Linked DNA regions of Sus scrofa: region 2 is linked to region 1. A link is a contact called in public Hi-C data. All regions are on one chromosome and are shown on one strand. Each heading gives the region's core, a stretch centred on a gene start, on an enhancer-like site or on the middle of the called end of the contact. The rest is flanking DNA. Distances are from core to core; before and after follow the strand shown. Region 1 overlaps LOC102161092 (a long non-coding RNA gene). Region 2 overlaps COL28A1 (collagen alpha-1(XXVIII) chain).

The links. A called contact is a pair of places that touch in the nucleus more often than the background predicts.
Region 2: a Hi-C map of liver shows a contact between it and region 1, with 5 times the contacts expected there. The contact joins two enhancer-like sites. A contact is called at or near these places in 2 of 47 Hi-C or Micro-C datasets (liver and skeletal muscle).

What each region holds. Positions count from the first base shown.
Region 1 is chr9:77,444,611-77,451,251 of Sscrofa11.1, forward strand. The region is part of intron 3 of LOC102161092 (a long non-coding RNA gene); the gene reads right to left. Among named protein-coding and RNA genes, the nearest start is that of C1GALT1, 61 kb to the right of the region's middle. Within about 2 kb of position 3,866, at least 6 of the 83 cell types and tissues checked have an H3K27ac peak or open chromatin away from gene starts, as enhancers often do. A contact at or near this core is called in liver, where this site is marked.
Region 2 is chr9:77,702,006-77,708,239 of Sscrofa11.1, forward strand. All of the region lies in intron 27 of COL28A1 (collagen alpha-1(XXVIII) chain), which reads right to left. The region is part of intron 2 of LOC110255476 (a long non-coding RNA gene); the gene reads left to right. Among named protein-coding and RNA genes, the nearest start is that of COL28A1, 140 kb to the right of the region's middle. Within about 2 kb of position 3,491, at least 42 of the 83 cell types and tissues checked have an H3K27ac peak or open chromatin away from gene starts, as enhancers often do. A contact at or near this core is called in liver, where this site is marked.

The DNA.
Region 1 (6,641 bases), core at 2,616-5,115:
AGCCGTCTTTGGACCATGAGGTGCCTTTGAAAATGGAAAGCATTTACTACATGGTAGAACAGGAAGGTAATGGTCTAATGTTCCTGGTGACTCCCTGAAGTTACCAAACCACCTGAGAGCTATCTACCTGTTTTATGTGAGTGAAAAACTTCTATCTTGTCCATCTCTGATGTTTTAGTGACTTTCTGTTGTATGATTCGCCAAATCTGATCCTCTTACAGAATTCCAGCACTGATATGCCATGTTTTTTATATCTTACCTTTCTCATCTCTCTTTTTCTCTTTTTTCCCCCTATTTTCTAGATGAGTTTCTTGACTTCATCTTTAAAACTTTCAAAATTTTAATTCCTTCAATTACTATTTATTTTCCAAGTGTTCTTTCTATTGCATAGCACACAGTTTCCTATTTTATATTTGCCACCACTTTTGATATCTCAGAAGCTACCAACTGGAAAGTCTCTCCTATTTTAAAGTGTACTTCTGTTCCCTGAATTCTTTTTTCTTCTTCTTCCTGTTAGTTTATCTTGGCTTTTCCCTTTCATGTTGGAAACTTTCACCTGATATCTATTGATCCTTGGCTGCTGTTCACATTAAAAATTAGGCAGTAATGAGACAAATGAACTTCACATGTTTCCTGATAAGGTACACTGAGAAAATCTTCATTATTGTGGTTTGATGCTAAAAAAGGTATAAACTGAATTTAATCATAAGAAATATTAGACAAACACAGACTGAATGACTTCTACAAGAGTAGTCTTAAATGTAAATACCATGAAACACAAAAAAGCTGAGGAAAAGAGGTAAGAAGAGACCTAGTGAGTTCCCATAATGGCTTAGTGGTAACAAACCCAACTAGCATCCATGAGAATGCAGGTTCAATCCCTGGTCTCATTCAGTGGGTTAAGGATCCAGCATTGCCATGAACTGTTGAGTAGGTTGCAGATGCAGCTTGGGTCCTGTGTTGCTGTGGCTGTGGTGTAGGCCGGCAGCTGCAGCTCCAATTCAGTCTGGGAACTTTCATATGCCATGGGTGTAGCACTAAAAAACAAAAAAAAACCAAAACGAAACAACAACAAAAAAAAAAGAACATGGCAATTGGAAATTTCTATTGCTAAAAAGAACTTTTTTTAAAAGTAGCAAAATATGAATAAGATCAACAGAATTATATCAATGTTAATTACTTAATTTTGATACTTTTCCAGTTCTTGTGTAAGAGAACGTTCTAAGGAAATGCACAATGAAGTATTTAAGTAAAACATGGTACCATGTCTGACTCTCAAATGGTTCAGAAAAGAAATAAAATGTATGCATAATCTATCTACCTATCTATTTGTCAAGAAAAGAGGTATAGAAAGGAGCTAGGGGTCAAATAGGAGCTACAGCTGCCCACCTACACCACAGCCACAGCAACAAGGGATACGAGCCGTGCATGCATCCTTACCACAGCTCAAAGCAAACCAGATCCCTGACCCACTGAGCGAGGTCAGGGATGAACCCATGACCTTATGGATATTAGTTGGATTCGTTTCTGCTGATAGTCTATATTTTCATGTGCTTTTTGGCCATCTGCCTGCCTTCTTTGGAGAAATGTCTATTTAGATCTTCTGAAGACCTCATGCAGCTTTGCATAATAAAAAAAAAATTAAAAATGGTTAATGTTAATTTTAATCTGCAACTTGTTACTCAAGGAACAACACATCTTTTTTCTACTATTTTTTTGTTTTGGGAGTGGGGAGGCATATCTGACAATCTCCTTCAGCTTGCAACATTTCATATTGTCATAAGATTTCTCAGGTGACTATAAATCACACTGAATTCTCATCCCTTGGTACTTTTTGTCATTTATTTGGTCACTTAGCCAAGTTATGTTATTTATTTCATGTGCACAATCTTCTATAGCTTCATCTTATTAATTCGGGTTTGCTGAGGCCAAACCCAATTTCTTTCTTTATTTTTGATCTGAAATCAGGATATGGCAAGAAGAATAAGGCAGCCTAGCATATCACATGCTATCACTCCTTCTCCCAGGTAGAGAAGGACCAGATATCAGCTCCAAAAGGGCAGCCAATCCTTTGCTGGATGAGACCTTCAATTGGTGTGACTTGACTTGGACAAATGATCTGGACCAATCAGTTTCCATCCATTGTGAATTCACACTATAAAATACAGAGATTGTTTACAGGGGCGGGGGGGTCAGTATTGAAATGACAAAGCCATGTCAGCTCAGTAGCTGAGGCAGCCATTTGCAAGATGATGAGAAAGCAAAGGAGATGAACGTGGTATAGATGTGGAGAAGAAACTGAGATTAGTGAAAAGAAGCTGCGATTAGGAGCTCCTTTTGTTGCTCAGTGGTTAACGAATCTAACTAGGAACCGTGAGGTTGTAGGTTTGATCCCTGGCCTTACTCAGTGGGTTAAGGATCCGGCGTTGCCGTGAGCTGTGGTGTAGGTTGCAGACGCGGCTTAGATCTGGCATTGCTGTGGCTCTGGAGTAGGCCAGCAGCAACAGCTCTGATTAGACCCCTAGCCTGGGAACCTCCATATGCTGCGGTTGTGGCCCTGGAGAAAAAACAAACAAAAAGAAGCTGAGATTACCTCAGTTCTGAACAGCTTTCTAGTTTGTGTGAGACCCAGGTGCACAGGATTCTGTGAAATATCTCTAACACTAAATAAATCTTCCTTGCTAATAACTATGCTAGTGTGAGCGGGTATCTTTTTCTTGCAACTAAAAAAATAAAAATCATTAATTTTAATATCTTGGTTTCTGTTTTTTAAAAATGCAAAGAATTATTAACAAAGCTATTGTCGACTGAAAAAAAAAAAAAAAAGCACAACCTAAACGTTGAGAATTATGTTTTATTTGGCCAAAAAAAACTCAGGACTTCAGGCCAGAAGACAGCTTCTCAGATAGCTCTGAGGGCCTTCTCCAGACAAATAAGGGAGCAGCCAAGATATATAGGAGTTTTGCAACAAAAGCCAGGTATCCAGAACATAGAAAGTTTACCATTAAAAGAAACCAGATATCTCAAGTTAAGGAATTTAGCGCTTTTTTACATATGGGAAATGTAAGAGTCCTCGCTCAATGAAATCATTCCTTTGATATGCACCTTGACTATCTAGGAGTTGTTTCCTGTTTTTTTTCCATCCTGAATTCCCTCAGGATGCAGAGTTGGGGGTGGCTGCTGGCTTGATGTCTGTCACATCCTTTGTTTACCCATATGGCAGGCAATATTTTTCCACTACACTATACATAAAAATGAACATCTTTATCAATCAATACACAAATTAAAATGTCAGAGAATTATAGGGTTTTTTTAAAAAAATCATCTGGTATAATGTTGAGTCTTTACTAATCCTTGACTGTTTTTAATCTTCCACCACTAGAGTAAAAATTTCTTCTGGGAAAATTCAGTTTTGCAGTTTCAAGAGTCAAGGGTCACAGAGTTCCCATTGCAGCTCAGCAGGTTAAGAACACGACATAGTGTCTCTGAGGATGCCAGTTCAATCCCTGGCCTTGCTCAGTGGGTTAAGGATCCAGCGTTGCAGTGAGCTGCAGCATTGTTCACAGATGCAGCTCCAATCCGGCATTGCTCTATCTGTGGTGTAGGCTGGCAGCTGCAGCTCTGATTCAACCTCTAGTCTGGGAATTTCCATATGTCTCAGGTGTGGCCCTAGAAAGGAAAAAAGAGGGGGGAGCAAAAGATCTAAAAAGACACTTCAGTAAATAAGATAGCAAGTAAACATATGACAGACAGTAAACATGGAGTTCCTGCTGTGGTGCGATGGGATCGCTGGTGTCTCTGCAGGGCCAGGAGGCAGGTTAAGGTTATATCCCCAGCCCAGCACAGAGGGTTAAAAGGATCCTGCAACAGTGCAGTGGTGGCAAAGGTCACAACTGTGGCTCAGATCTGACCCTGGCCCCAGAACTCCATATTTCAAGGCAGCCAAAAAAAAAAAAAACGGAGTCAAAGGTCAGGCATGAATTTTCCATTGTAAGCTCTCCTATAAGAGCTCATGCCAACAACTAAGGAAACCTAATGCTTTCTCTGCTCCCCTTTGTCCTTTTTCATCTTTCTCCAGACCTTCGATGTGCTTCAACATTTGTTACTGTGAAATCATCTTACTTTCATACTATTTCTCCAATGGATCTTGATCTTTAAGGCTAGAGTTTATTCCTGTTTTTATATCAAGTGGATGAGATATACCATGGGTTTGGGGAATATGTATAATTTATATTTATACATATGAATATAAATAACATGTATGTATATGTATATTTATAGTTATAAGTATATTCAATCAGAATAAAATTATTTAGCACACTTAAATCCTAATTTTGAAAGAGTTATCAAAGAATTTCACAATAGTCTTTCCAAGTGAGTTCCTAAATACACAGGGACCATGGTTTTTAATTCCCTTCTACATTGCTTCCAAAAAGAAAAAAAAAAAAAAAAAGATTTAGAGTTGTGTAACCTTCAGCTGTCCAATAAATAAATGTAGCTGAATTGAATCATTTCAATTATGAAAAGAAAATTACATTTGTGCCAAGTTTCAAGATGAAAATATGTTAGAGCAAAGTTGGGAAATGACAGTAAAATTTTTTGAGTTGCAGAAGTCAGCAATTAAGAGCAATATTCCAAAATAAGCACTGCCCATCTCCTGTGAATAAGCAGTTTATTTTGGCAACTGCAGAAGCTTGCCTTGGGTGGATCCATAATGATCCCATGCCATTGCTGTTTTCCTCCAGACTAGTTAGAGATCTGTTTGTTAGCTAGCTAACTGATTGCTACAGCTAAAACAAATATGTTTCATATAATTCTCAAACATTTTTTCCACTTTAACAAAGTTTATGTTCATAAAAGAAAATTCTGACAACTATGACAAAGTTGGAAAATGATTCAGAGATCCATCATCCAAACAGATCCACTCTTTTTTTAATATGTAATACAAAGAATTTTATATAATACATCTTTTTTTCTCCTTAGTTTCATTGAAATGTAATCGACATACAGTACTGTACAAATTGAAACCAAACAGCATAATAATTTGACTTACATATATCGTGAAATAATTACAAGTTTGGTGAACATCCATCACCTCGTATCGACACAAACAAAAGAAAAATTAGAAGTTCCCTTCATGCCTCAGTGGTTAACAAACCCAGCTAGGATCCATGAGGATGCGTGTTCAATCCCTGACCTTGCTCATTGGGTTAAGGATCCGGTGTTGCCACGAGCTGTGGTGTAGATCACAGATGTGGCTCGGATCCCGAGTTGCTGTGGCTGTGGAGTAGGCCGGCAGCTGTAGCTCTGATTCGACCCCTAGCCTGGGAACTTCCATACGCTGCAGGTGCGGCCCTTAAAAAGAAAAAAAAAGAAATTAAAGCAAAAATTTCTATATTCCTTTTGAAGAGAATTCTTCATATTTAATCTCTTAACAACTTTCTTATATAACATACAGCAATGTTAATTATGTTTATCATGTCCGTACATTACCAGATACAGTCTTAACATATTCTTCTTGTTACTTTCTTCTCATAGAAAAAAAATATTTATTAATTGCTTTTTGTATAGAATAATAAGCTAACCTGCATGAAATGCTGAGTAATTTATGATCTAAATTATAATACACCACTTTTCCATGAATTCTTTCAGACTTTTGTGCTCCAGGTCTAAGTTGCCCTGTGGAGGAAACACTTGAGCACAAATCACAATGTGTCTGGCTATCTGTGTGTTGAGGAAAAGAGGGGCAAGCATTCGAAAACAGTGCTTCTCAAACTAGACTTGTTAGTGTGCAGGTCTTGTTAGTATGCAGAGTTGGCAATTTTAACAAGCTCCCAGGTGATACAGAAGCTGCTAATCCATGGACACACTTTTAGAAGCAAGATCCTAACATAACCTGGAACGTAAAAGAACTGAAGGGAGATGTGTTGCCTTCACACATCTATCCACCAACAAGCCACTGCCACATCCCTGACCAATTTCTGGGAAAACATGAGACTATTTCTCATACCTGGAAAGTTTTCCACAGGCTGAGGGTAGGGTAGGGATTTATTCATTTCAATGTGTGTGAAAATATTGAGCAACCATAGTGAGTCTCTCCTCTACATGGGAAGGCTTGCAGAGTTCACAAAGTATCTGCTCATCTCTTTTCCTTTGGTAGTAAAACCTATTATATCTGGGCACAGAGTCTCCTAGGAAAAGGCTACACTTGCCAGCCTCCCTTGCAGCTGAATGTGGCCACGTTACCAACTTCCAGCCAATGAGCTCTAAGCAGAAGCATGTGTGAAAGCCATGTTTTGAGGATAGGAATTAAATCAAATTAAATTAAGATATTTTATTTGTCCTAGTTAGGATAAACTGCAGGCCAGTTGCAGTCAATTAAAACTTTAAATGAAAGTGCATACTCCAAGAGTTCCCACTGTGACTTGGTGGGTTAAGAATCCAACTAGTATCCATGAGGATGCAAGTTCAGTTCCTGGCCTCACTCAGTAGGTTAAGGATCTGGCGTTGCTGTGAGCTGTGGTGTAGGTCTTAGACACGGCTCCGATCTGGCATTGCTGTGGCTGTGGTGTAGACCAGCAGCTGTAGTTCTAATTCAACCCTCAGGTACATTTGGTGCTAAATGCTCCAAACAAAAAACC
Region 2 (6,234 bases), core at 2,241-4,740, 260 kb after region 1:
GTGGCATGTGGAGGTTCCCAAGCTAGGCATAGAGTCAGAGCTGTAGCCGCCAGCCACAGCCACACCAGATCTGAGCCACCTCTGCAACCTATGCCACAGCTCATGACCAGATCTAGACCCAGCATTGCCGTGAGCTGTAGTGGGGGTCGCAGATGCAGCTTGGATCCCACATTGCAGTAACTCTGGTATCCTCAGAAGGATATCAGTAAATGACAGTTTGTTTTCTAAGATTTTTTTTTTTTTTTTTTTTTTTTTTTTTTTTTTTTTTTTTGTGGAGGAGAATGAGGACATCTTTATTCAACCAGTTACCTAGTTGAAGATGCCGTGGTGTTGTCAAGGAGATGCTTGGAAGCACTGGTACCTGAGTTGGGGGGTTGTGAGGGTTTCTAGCCAGAGGTAAGAGAGATTAAAGGTTCACAAGAGAACTTTCAAAGGAAATCTGCAGCTGGCTCTGGTCCAGCCACAAAGGACAGAATAGTATGAAAAACAAAAGGAGCTGGGACTAGGGTTGTGACGATGGATTGATTATCATCAATTTACAAAAAGTGGATCCAGAAAGAACTTGATACCTTTCTGACAATTACTAAGAATAATTATCTAGGAGTTCCCGTCATGGCTCAGTGGTTAACAAATCCGACTAGGAACCATGAGGTTGTGGGGTTGATCCCTGGCCTTGCTCGGTGGGTTAAGGATCTGGCATTGCCATGAGCTGTGGTGTAGGTAGCAGATGCAGCTCCGATCCCGAGTTGCTGTGGCTCTGGTGTGGGCCAGGCGGCTATGGCTCCGATTTGACCCCTAGCCTGGGAACCTCCATATGCTGCGGGAGCAGCCCAAGAAAAGGCAAAAAAAAAAAAAAAAAAAAAAAAAAAAAATTATTTATTTTACAACCTTTCAGATTCCCATAGCAGCTAATCTAGAAGATGTACAATAAATATTTGTGACTAGCTACATTTAAGAAATGACACAATTTCTTTGCAAAGTTAAAAGCAACTATGCCTTCAATGTCATGCCCTGGGGGAAAAGCCTCAGAGTAGCCAATTATCATGTTAGAATCAGTTCCTTGTTCAGGAATTTATTTCATATTACTTCATAATATAGACATTTTATAAATAACTGTTATTACTGTACCTATTCCAGGCAGCTGGGTTTCCCTATAATAAAGGCATTTTTAAAAAACCGTATTTCCCATCAAAATATTTGAAGGTTTCCTATAATTTTCAGAGGAGAAAGTCTGGCTAAAAGCATTTAACAAGTCCCTGCCTTAGCTTAGCCAAGGTGAATACTATGCATTGAGATTTTTTTTCTTTACAAGTTTCAGGAAAATGATAGGCAATGACTTCAGGGTGGGTCAGAAGCCACTGCAAGAGTGAACCTGTCTATCTGAAGGTACAATTAAGTCCAAATTTCACACCCAGATTCTTAATCACTATATCTCATGCTTAGCTCTTTCTTTCTTTTTTTTTTTTTTGTCTTTTTGCCATTTCTTGGGCCGCTCCCGCGGCATATGGAGATTCCCAGGCTAGGGGTCTAATCGGAGCTGTAGCTGCCAGCCTAGGCCAGAGCCACAGCAATGCAGGATCTGAGCCGCGTCTTCAACCTACACCACAGCTCACGGCAACGCTGGAACCTTGACCCACTGAGCAAGGGCAGGGATCGAACCCGCAACCTCATGGTTCCTAGTCGGATTCGTTAACCACTGCGCCACAACGGGAACTCTGCTCTTTCTTGTTAAAGATGTGACTGTTTGAATTATTCAGATGATTGGTTATTCTCTGCAAGAGAGATTTCTAAGGATAATTTCTAGGAATAACAGTATTTTAATAGATTTTTTTTTGTATTACTGATGTCAGAAAACAAGAATTTTTCTTTCCAAATATTTTCTCAGTAAGGAAAAATAATCAAGTTCACAGATGATCAAAAAATATAAAATGGATGTCTGGTTGCCTCTTAGGATGTAGAAAACTAGAAAAGACTGCCTGTATTCTTAACACTTTAACAAAAAATGCTAACTAATCTAGGAGGTCATAACTTTCCTTAAATCCACCTTAGAGCTGTGGTTGCAGGGCAACCCAGGCTCCTCCAAGGAGAACTAGGACAGGGACACTTAAACCTGCTGGAGACACGGATGTCATTCAAGCTGGAAGGGGAAGTTCCGCTAAAATTCTTAAATTGTTAAAGGCCTCATATGGGCTAGTATGAGAAGACAGAACCCTTCAGTCACAAGAGGGATTCACCCCTGCAGGCTCGCTAGTGCTGGAGAGACTGACTGGGAACAGGGCCAGTGCCCAAGCTTCCCTAGTGCTGCAGGCCTGGGGGAGGGAGGAGGAGCAGTCCCCAGGGAAAGGCATGAAGCCCCATGGGACAAAAATCTTAAACTGCTGGAGGAAGTGCAGCAAACACTGTCACCTCTAGGACAGGGGTGATCCATGGTGGCTGAGGGAAAGAAAATGACTAAAAGCTACAGGAATGAATCCTGGGCCCAGACCTCTGCAGACATCCTGCTGCCTGGGGAGGGTCAGGAAACCATCCTCAGGCCAGACCATTAGAGACCTCCCATGCGTTTGCTGCAACACATACTTCTGACCTTGTCTGTGCTCCCTGAATACCCTTGTCCCATCTGTGGGCTAGTCCAGCCCACCAAACACACCTAAGACATCTTCCCTGAGCAACCACCACCCCTCCCCCCGCCACCCCCCGCTGGCATCCCTGGCCAAGAGTAACTCCCTTGGAGTTCCTGTCATGGAGCAGTGGAAACGAATCTGCCTAGGACCCATGAGGTTGTGGGTTCGATTCTTGGCCTCGCTTAGTGGGTTAAGGATCCGGCATTGCCATGAGCTGTGGTGTAGGTTGCAGAAGCAGCTCAGATCTGGTGTTGCTGTGGCTCTGATGTAGGCTGGCAGCTGTAGCTTCATTTGGACCCCTAGCCTGGGAACCTCCATATGCCACAGGTGCGGCCCTAAAAAGCTAAAAAAAAAAAGGGGGGGTAACTCCCTCATATCTACCCACACCTCTCCTGCAGAGCATCACAGAGAAGGTTTGGGTGCTCACATCCTTTTTGCCCCCCTTATCTTAAACTCCCAATACAAGTACTTCGTCTTATTTATCTCTCTACTCTGCCAGGTGCCTGTTCCAGGGCCCTGCATATCATTCTGAGCTGGAGATAGTGGATGTGGGGGCGAGCCATCTTTTTGGTAGAAGTTACCTAGAGACAGTGCATCCTCAACCCTGTCTTATGTAGCCTCACAAACGCGCATGGATATCCTGGTAAATTTCTTGATAGGCATTTAGGGATCCATGTGGAAAAGAGATAACAAGATAGAGATGCACGGAAAAGTGCCAGTGGCAATCTCCATGTGGGTCAACCAAAGGAGGTATTTATAAGCAGGCCGACCTTATTAATAATTCCTGGGGCACTGTCTTTGGAGACCGCTGAACAAAGCAGGTGAGGGCTTTGCCCACAAGTCAGAAGACCACAGTGACTCATGCAAGAAGCATTCTGCTGACTGCACAGGCTGAGTCAGCCCTGTCGCAAGGGCGCAAGCGACAGTGGGAGGTGCTGATCTGTGTGGCCACAGCTGCCACCGCAGCAGCAGAAAGTGGAGCCTCCTCTTTGGGGCCTCGTAGCACTATGTTCAATCCCGTGTGTAAGTTTGCTGAATGAAAGGATTCCAGGAAATGTACTCTTCTATTTTCCATCTATCATTTCATTAACACAAAAGAATGGACCCAGAAGCAGCTGTGTGCTGATTTCATAGTGGGGTAGGCTGAATAAGGGCTCCCCCAAGATATGCAGGTCCTATGTCTCGAACCTGTGAATGTTATTTTATGCTGGGGGTGGGGAATACTTTGGCAGCTGGATGAAGTTAAGGATCTTGAGTGGGGAGATTATCTTGGGTTATCAGGGTGGGTCCTAAAAGCAATCTCAAAAATCCTTATAACAGAGAAGCAGGAAGGAGGTTTTGCCAAGAGAAGGCCCTGTGACTGAAACAGTCAAACAGAGGCAGAGAAAAAAAATGTAAGCCACTGGCTTTGAAGATAGAGGAAGTGGCTATAAACCAAAGAACATGAAGAACTTGGCTCTAGACTCTGGAAAAACCAAGGGAAGATATACGCTCCCCCTCCCTAAGCCTCTGGACTCCTGGTCGGTGGGACTGCAGCCACATAAGATTCATTTCAGCCTTCTGAGCTCCACAGTTGCAAAAGAAAAAACTGGTATTGTATTAAAAATCACTGAATTTGTAGTGATTTGTTAGGGCAGCCATAGAAAACAGGAAACTAACACAGATACTAATATTTTCATTCCTCTTACTTTTAGTAGATAAGATCACAACTCAGAGCACTTTGCATTGTTATCAAAAAATAATTTGGCTCAGAAATCATTTGTATTTCAGGTGTCACAAAGGGAAAATTCTAATATTAAAATAGGCCATGAGTAGTGACTAGGGTGGCTTTGTATTTTGCAGGCAAGAACAGTTCTCTGAGAAGTGATGCTCAACTGTGGCATCTCTCCTTCTAAGAGACAGAGCAATGCTGGAAAATATTTCACACAAAAGAGGTTATTCAATATACCAATGGCCTTTGCAGGATAGCTGGAAACTAGTGGAAGAAGGCTGTGCATCACTAAGGATAATGGTTCATAATCAACAAGCTCATCCCTTCTAAACTTTCCCTGGTTCAGATATACGTCACCTGTGGACTAAGTTATTACAATAACTACTTAATCCATGTCTTTACTTCCACTTGCATGCATCTATACCACAGATTATCAAATGTGGACAGGAAAAGGAGCTGCTACAGGGTACCCTCAGGATGCAAGGGGAGAAGTATATTTCCAACCACACAGCCCACCTGCTATCCCCACACCACTTCCTAAAAAGGAAACAGAGTTTCTGATGGAGTGTTCCAGGCATGTGAATAGTGAGGAGAATGAGAAGCACTGACCTCAACTGTAATGCACTAAAACATGCACCTGGCCCCATCACTCCTGTTTTTAAACCTCTTCCATGTTATTTCCCAAGAAAATGGAAAACATAAAAATGTGCCCACATATGTTCATAACAGCATTATTTATAAGAGCCAAAAGGTAGAAACAACCCAAACGTTCATCAGTGGACAAATGGATAAACAAAATGTGGTATATCCATATAATGGAGTATTACTTGGTCATAAAAAGGAAGTTCTAGTACAACATGGCTGTCCCCTGAAAACATCACACTAAGTGAAAGAAGTCAAAAAAGACCACATATTGTATGATTCTATTTATATAAAATGTCCAGAATCAGCAAATCCATGGAGACAGAAAGCAGTTTAGTAGTTGCCAGGGGCTAGAGGTTGAATGGGAAGGGAATGGAGAGTGACTGCTATGAGACACAGGGTTTCTGTTGGGCATGATGAGAATGTCCTAGAATTTGATTTCACAATTGTTGCACAACTCCGAAAACACTAAAAACATTGTACTGTACACTTTAAGCAAATGACCTGTATGGTATATGAATTATATCACCATGAAAGTGATTTTTTTTAAAGAAACACTTTAAGGCCTCTCTTTCATCAGAGCAATGCTTCTCAAATTTTGGTGCAGATCAGAAATATCTGTAGAGCTGGTTAAAGAAAGGACCACTGGGCTCTCCCCTCAGAGTTACTCACTCATCATGTCCAGGTGGGGCCCAAGAACTTGCACTTCTAACATGTTCCAGGGTGATGCTGATAGATCAGGTTGGAAGCCAAAGGAGTCACTAATTGATCAACTCCATCTTAAGTTCTTCAGCTTAGAGGAAAGCCCTTCACAGACTGGCTCTGCCTATTTTGTAGCCTGTTTCTCCAAAGGCTTCATCTCATTTTAACCTTAACTTATATAGATCTACTTCTGACCATAAGCTCTCTGGCCATATATTGGGCATTGTTTTATCTTAGTGTCTATCTCAGTGTCTGGCACAAAGTAGGTATTCAATTAATCTTTTTGGATCAGTGACTCATCCCAGGTTACCCCAGCATCCTTTCATTTCACACAAACAGGAAACTACTTCCTCCTAAAGCTAGTGTCCAAATCCCCTGAGATAGGGGCCTTAAAGAAAAAAGGATGGACAAGCCAAACAGTCTTCATGAGGTATAAACCCAAGGAATTCCAAATCTACCCAAATATATAAGCCGTGCATCCTTGAGCATTTAACCAATGGGAAGATTCTAGTTAGAGTTACCTATCCTCGGTATGCACAGACTTCCGAAACACCAAAG